Regions from separate parts of the Mus musculus genome. Here region 1 is linked to region 2. A link is a contact called in public Hi-C data. All regions are on one chromosome and are shown on one strand. Each heading gives the region's core, a stretch centred on a gene start, on an enhancer-like site or on the middle of the called end of the contact. The rest is flanking DNA. Distances are from core to core; before and after follow the strand shown. Region 1 holds the start of Mak16 (MAK16 homolog). Region 2 holds the start of Gins4 (GINS complex subunit 4 (Sld5 homolog)).

The links. A called contact is a pair of places that touch in the nucleus more often than the background predicts.
Region 1: a Hi-C map of CD8 T cells shows a contact between it and region 2, with 4 times the contacts expected there. The contact joins the promoter of Mak16 here to the promoter of Gins4 in region 2. A contact is called at or near these places in 2 of 39 promoter capture datasets (cranial neural crest and pre-B cells) and 1 of 484 Hi-C or Micro-C datasets (CD8 T cells).

The regions. Positions count from the first base shown.
Region 1 is chr8:31,166,837-31,170,317 of GRCm38.p6, reverse strand. It overlaps Mak16 (MAK16 homolog), which reads left to right and starts at 1,594. Exons shown (of 10, transcript NM_026453.3): 1 at 1,594-1,653. The coding sequence starts at 1,639.
Region 2 is chr8:23,235,591-23,239,389 of GRCm38.p6, reverse strand. It overlaps Gins4 (GINS complex subunit 4 (Sld5 homolog)), which reads left to right and starts at 1,722. Exons shown (of 8, transcript NM_024240.6): 1 at 1,722-1,920; 2 at 2,291-2,410. The coding sequence starts at 2,315. It overlaps Gm39141 (a long non-coding RNA gene), which reads right to left and starts at 1,610. Exons shown (of 3, transcript XR_870246.2): 1 at 1,522-1,610.

The DNA of each region.
Region 1 (3,481 bases), core at 345-2,844, 7.9 Mb before region 2:
CACTCAGTTTGAGAGCTGTGAGGAGAGCAATATCACGCTGTCATACGTTACTGTTTCATCAGAGATGCAATCTAGCATGCAGACCTCAGATGTTTACCACAAAGGTCATATACTTTGCTGTACTGTAAGGCTGCATATACTTTGGGTCTGGGTTCCTCCTGGTTTAATTTCCTACTGATCTTTCCTCTTGCTCTCCGTTCTCTAGCCCACACTTTTCCTTTGTCTGTTTTTACTCCAACTATCTCCTTAAGTGTAGGGCTCTTCATTATCTTTCCTTAAAAGGCACACACACCCTGATGCCACAACTTACTGCATTACCTCAATGTGATTCTCTACCTAATTATCACTTACTTCTACCGCATTCTCCCAATAAACCTTCCTTTCTTAAAAGATATTTTATTTACATTTCAAAGGTTATTCCCTTTCCTAGTTTCCCCTCCGAAAATCCCCTACCCCCTCCCCCTGCTCCCCAGCCCACCCACTCCCATTCCTGGCATTCCACTCCAGGCATTCCCTTATACTGGGGCATAGAACCTTCACAGGATCTAGGGCCTCTCCTCCCATTGATGACCGACTAGGCCATTGTCTGCTACATATAAACCTTTCTAAAAGAACCTGTCTCCACTAACTTACTTTGCGTTATCCTCATCGTTATCACCATTGCCAGCATCCGGCTATGACCTCCCTGTAAAACTCAAGTTGGTCTCAAGCTCCCGAACCAACCTCCCCACTAGCTGAGTGTTCACAGCTGCCTCGTTGCTTTTACAGCACTTAACAGTACTTAAACATTATATTATACAGTTTATGGTACAAGTCTCTGAATCCCATTGCTAAGTAAGGACCTTGAGGGTGTAGAACATTGTTCCCCTTCATTGCTCTGTCCGGGACTGTATTTGGCACATGACAATTTCTTCAAAATCACTTGAACTACTTAATGGCTTTCAAAAGGGAGAACTGGGGAAGCAACCCTCATTTTATTATCACTCCTGCTGACCTTTTAAAAGCACTTTCTCAGGCCTGGATAATGGCTCAGGAAGGAGTGTGAGTCTGGTAACCCGAGTTTGATCCTTACAGAAGGAGCAAGGGAGCGACAGTAGAATCTGTCCGTTTGGGGGTCACATGCATACAGGTTTTTTTCGTTTGTTATGTTGTTTCCCCATACGACACTGCCGTGTGTGTTTCAAAGTGAGAACGGAGATGGCTGCTAGAAGTTCCCGCGGGTTGGTAAAAGAGCTGACGGCTTCAGGCTTTCCAGGCACGCGGCCACGGCCAGAAATGGGACGGTAATTAGCATTAAAGCCCCGCGCGTGCACAAGTGACTCGGAGGGTGCGCCTTGGGTTAGAGAGGACAAAGAAGCCCCACTTTTTAGAGGTTTGGAGCTCGCGCAGAGACACAGCAAGCAGGACAAGACGATATGTGCGCTCCTAGGGCAAGGGCTGCCGGAGGCGAGCACGCCAGGATCCAAGCGTGCGCTGGCGCGGAAGCGCGCATGCTCACTGTGCCCGGGGACGTCACGGGCTTCTGGGACACTGAGACGTTCTCGCGATAGGTTAGTGGCTCTCCGGAAGTGGCTCCGCGGAAGAAGCGTGGCCGCTTCCCCGGTCCTTCCTAATGCGGCGAGCTGAGCTGCCGGCACCATGCAGTCGGACGACGTGAGTTTTCCTCCTCTCGCCTTGGCACCACTGGGTTTTGCGCGGCATTTCGCTCATTTAGGATTCAGTCCCGCACGCTCAGACGGCCCGTTTGTCTCCGCTTCTCCCGGATGGCGAGACTTGCAGAGCCCCGATTTCCGATAGTGGCTTCCCACGCGCGTGTAGAAGGCCAGGCCACCCCAGCCCCAGCCCGCCGGGTGGGCTTCCTTAGTCCCTAGTGCTTGGCAGTGAAGCCCTTTGTGCCAGCTGCCATCTGAACGGCAGTTGTCTCGGGGTGGCAAGGCGGGAGAGATGCGATGTTTAAAATCCGTGCTTAGGGAACTCCTCCATGAGCGCTACCTCTCCAGTGTTAGGCTTTTTATTTTGCTCTGCAGCCTGCCCGAGGCGTAGTTTCGGAAGTAAGACTTCGTTTGTCTGTTCACAGAGTTGTAAGTACATAGCCAGTATCCAACTGGTGTAGGTTCAGTGTGATGATTGGTTGTTAACAGTCGGGCAAAAGACATTTAAAAAAAACCAAAAAAACCTCTGCTCTCATGAGCACTCTGGGGATGGAGAATAACGGTACTATGAAAGAGGAGTAATGGAGAAAGAGCGGTAGATCAGTCACATTGGGCTAAAAACCCCAGAATTGGGACTGAGGCAGCCACTGAAGAGCCGTAGGAATAGTAAAGGTACAAAGATGAGAGATAGGGAAGGACTTGTTACAGGAATCCAGAGGATGAGGGGGAGACTGGATTTGATAGGCTTGCCCGGACAAGGTCAGGGAGAACCTTGAAGGAAATGGTTTCCAGGTCTTTTTTAGTGGGAACTAGGGAGAACTGTTGTATTTTTTTTTTTTTTTAATTTAAGAAGAGCGTGAAAATGAGAGTTGCACTGGGGTATGTTTACCATCGGGATCCTTTTAGAGATGCTAAGTGGGCAGCTGGGCGCACAGACAAATCCGGTGCCCAGGAAAGAGGTGTGACCAAATGATGTGTAAGAGGTCTGACCACGAAGCTGAATAATACACCCACTCCACTTCTCGTTTCCTACAATCCTTACCCCTGTGTGTTTTATTCTTTGGCCCTTCGTTCTTCCCCCCTTTAACTGCTCTAGGGTCCTTCTTGGCTCTTCAGTGCAGTCCATCTAGAGACCTTTATGCTCACACACACACCCCCATATGTGGCTTTAGTGATTGCAACTTGATGCACCGTTTTTATATACTATGCACTTCACCAGGTTCCGGGATGTAAGGACCGTAGGATTGTTCTCATCCAGCAAACGCCAGGGTTTGTGTTTGGAGACGGCAGTGCCTTTACTTTAGAGTGCAGAACACATTAGAGAGACAAGGTAGAAGGTAATAAGGTTGTGATGATGGTGTGTATATCTAAGTATCTAGTGCTGTGCAGAATTGGACAATGGATAATGAACACATGTAAAAAAAGTTACAATGTAAATGTGATAGGGCTCATTTTGTTCACACTATACATAAGGGCATACTACAGATGCTAGAATGTATGTATGTATTGAAAATAATTCTGGGGAAGTAGTTACTAACTATAAATGAACTTCTGTTGCTGAGTAATAGGGTATGGTCGTATCTGCATTTAGGTTTTTCTTGCGACTTTGTTGTTGTTTATAAGAATATATGTATTCATGTTAGGGGACGAGCGAGGCCTATTAAAAGATAGCTCTATCTTTTCATTCCCTAAAGACCCTTTCCTCACTGTGACACCCAGCAATGTGCTCTGACATGGTCCTCATCATCTTGTGTGTTTGTGCTTTGGTGGTGGTGTTGCTGGAGCCTACAGTGAGGGCAAGGATTGAGCCATGGAGCACCAGCTGCAGG
Region 2 (3,799 bases), core at 473-2,972:
GTCACGCCGGAAGCTTGTGATGGAGCAGTTTCTAGAATGACAGCTGCCTACAGAATCTGCTGTAATACACCAAACAGCCAAGGCTTCTGGTTTCTGGTTCTTGTCTCAGAAAATACAACTTCATAACCAACCTCACTAAGCTAATTTCTTATCACTCTGGGCTACTCTACAGATGTAATTTATTTTATCTGTTCCATGCTTATTTGATAATAAAATATCAATCTAATGATATGTGGAACAAAATATAAGCATCCTGTTAGCAGATGAATATTAAAATGTTTACGCCACCAGGAGGCAGAGGTGGGTGGATCTTTATGAGTTTGAGGCTAATCTGCTCTACATAACAAGTTCCAGGTTCGTCAGAGTTACATGATGAGGCCCTGTATCAAATAAAAATAAATAATGAAAATTTTTTGTACGTCAGTGATAAACTGTAGAAAGAGATTTTGTTTTACTTAGTTGCTGGGGACTGGACCCAGGTTAAATGCTAAGATTGTACTGTACCACTGCACCACATTCCCCCGCTCCCATCTATACAAATCATTTTAATTTAAAAAATAGGTATAATACCAAGAATCTTTAGGCTACCACAAATTCAAATTTCCATAACTTTCTATTAGTCCTGTTATTTCTTTTTGTTGTTGTTGTGGTTTTGTTTTTGTTTTTCGAGATAGGGTTTCTCTGTGTAGCCTTGGCTGTCCTGGAACTCACTCTGTAGACCAGGCTGGCCTCAAACTCAGAAATCCACCTGCCTCTGCCTCCCAAGTGCTGGGCTTAGAGGCCTGTGCCACCACACCCGGCTCAATCCTCTGTTATTTCTTACTCTTTCAAGTAGTAATATGTCAGGATGCATAATTTATAGGTATATAAAACTATAAAAATTTGCAATCTGATTCCATCTCTGAAGCTAATTAGGAAGTTTGGCACTTAAAAAATATAAGGGGCTAGGGGCTGGAGAGATAGATAGCTCATTGGTTTAGAGCACTTGCTCTAAACCAGAGGACTGGAGTTTGGTTGTCGGTACCCATGTGGAACAGCTCATAACCACATGTTATGAGCTCCATCAGGATCCAGTGCATTCTTCTGTCCTCAGCTGGCACCACACTCATGTGCAAGCACACATACTAACATACATGAAAATAAGGAAATATATCTATAAAAATAATCTTAAGGGGGCTCAGTGGGTAACAGCACTTGCTATGCGATCGTGACCTGAGCATGTACCACATGCGTATATTGCATTCACACTCACTAAAAAGGTAGAATCCTAGAAAGTCAGTAGGCATTCTTTCATCACCAAAAAGAACAACTCAAATAACATTAGAGAACAACTCTGCGCAAAAAAAAAATGTAAAGGAAGGACAATGGAGTGAGTCTCTTAAATGTAGTTTCAACACACATATATGAATCTGTGAACAGGTTTGGCAATGGAACCAACCCACACACAGTAAATGTTAAAGGAAGGAAGGAACTGGGCCCTGTACCGATTCGCCACAAGACGGCGCTGCCTGGTTTCCTTACTGTGAGCCGAACGCCCCCACGTGGCCGTCCCGAGACGGTGCCACCCGGCACTTCACTCCCGGCCTCCTTCCCCGCCTTCCGGAAGTATGTTCTATAGCTCGGCAAGAGCCCGCCCCGGGGTAGGCGGGGCCAAGGGGCGTGTGTCCGCTTTCCCCTGGGCCTGATTGGTTAGTGCTCCCGCAGCGCGGAGACGTTTTCCTGTCGACGCTGTGTTTGGGGAAAGGAGCGCGGGAGCTGTACCGCTGCTGGTCGGGTCTGTGGGCCGCGGGCTTTCCGCGCGATCTCCGGCGCCCACCGCTCGGGGAGCCTCAGTCCGTGGTGTCCCCCGAGCGTGCCGGCTAGGAGAGAAGGGAAGAGGGATCCCTGAGCCGTGTAGCCGCTTTGAGTGCCAACTGCGAGGTGAGCGCTGGAGTGTCCAAGCGACCCCGGGTCAGTTGCAGCTGAGGACGCGATGTGCCGAGCACTTGACACGATGCACTTTTCTCATTTGAACCGAATGGGCTCCTGGGCCACTGAGGCAAAACGCTGCTCCTGGCGACGACAAGGAGCATTGCGGTTTAGTGTGGTATCTGCCCAGGTCCAGGCCCATGCAGCGGGAAAGATTAGGAGAGAAACCGACCAAGGGACTAAACCCAACACTGAAAAATCAGTCTCTGATTTCGCCATCCCTGGCCAGTGCACCCCCTTCAGCCCCAATAAACTTGTCCCTAAATGCCTTTTCTTGCAAGTAAGTGGGAGAAGCTTTTCAGGGTGTTGGTTTATTTTTCAGGTGTAGGTTCCCGGTTGAGAAACGATGACGGAGGTTCTGGATCTCCACGGACAGGACTCTGATGGGGGTAGTGAGGAGATGGTCCTAACTCCTGCAGAGCTCATTGAAAAGCTGGAGCAGGTAAGCACCCCAAATATGTCCCGTGTTCTTAGCTCTTAACTTACTCCAGGTGTGCAGTACCACGGCTCAGAAAATAAGGAAACAGAAGATTTGTTTCCAAAGAGCAGTGTTTGTAACATCTGCATAAAAATAGGAAGCCAGAAAGCAGGGCCTTCTTTAGGAGTCTCATCTTGTCAGTCTTCAAGGATGGCTAGTAAAAGTAGGCTTTGGACACATGTAGTAGAATGTTTCACAAAGCAATGCTCTGCTGTGCTATTTTGAGGACGTAAAGATGTGTGTGATCTGTAGAGAAGCATGCCATTTCTCTATAGTAGTCTCTTCCTCTGTTTCCTCCCCCATTGGAAGATATCTGCTCTAACAAGAAATTGCCATCCCTTTTGGTCATAATAGCAGTGATTATTTCTTGCATAGTTGTTGTTGTCGTCGTCGTCTTCTTCTTCTTCTTCTCCTTCTCCTTCTTTCTCCTTCTCCTTCTCCTTCTCCTTCTTCTTCTTCTTCTTCTTCTTCTTCCCCTCCTCCTTCTTTTCCTCCTCCTCCTCCTCCTCCTCCTCCTTCAATAATATCTTCTCATGAACCTCGGGTAGTTTAGGAATTCTGAACATGCTTGGGGTTTTTTAGGTTTTGTTTTTGCTTTTTGTTTGTTTGTTTTAAGTTTGTTTTTGAGATAGGGCCTCACTATGCATCACTGGCCGGTCTTGAACTCTCAGAGTTCACCTGCCTCTGCCCTCTGTGTGCTGGCAGTAAAAGCATGCACTGTGTTGCCCTATAAGTTCTGGGACATTCATGGCGTATACTATTGAGTGTTCTTTAGAGGACAGTTGACCATGGGTACCCACCTCCAGTGGATACCTCTACAACATAGCCCCTACAACCAAGGCTCAGGGAACGCCAAAGAAGAGAGAGCAGGAAGAGACAGAGGACCAGGACATCTGCTGCAGGGTTATCCTCTCTATATGTCAGGGAGGCTGTGCCCATGAGAGCTCAGGAATATTGCTGCTTAGACAGGACCCAAACAATGAATGACAATGGCATTCCAACACGGATGGGGAACCTCACAAGGCCCCACCCCTAAGTGAGCTGCAGACGAATAACGACAGCTGAGAGAGGAAGATTATTAGTCTTCCTCGGGATGAGGTCCCTAAATGGTTATCCAGTGCCAAATGGCCATCCCTGAAAACAGACAGACGAGCAACACCGCATGAATCCAGCAGGTTCTATCTATGCATTTATTTGTATATATAGGTAACAATAATTTAAAAGAGGCCATGAATTTTGAGATGGAGTCGGGGGATATGGTTGGCATTGGAGGGAGGAGAGGAAGAGGGGATGATGTAATTGTACTTTGACTAAACTTTAAAAAAATAAAAGGTTCATTGGGTCTTTCTTACA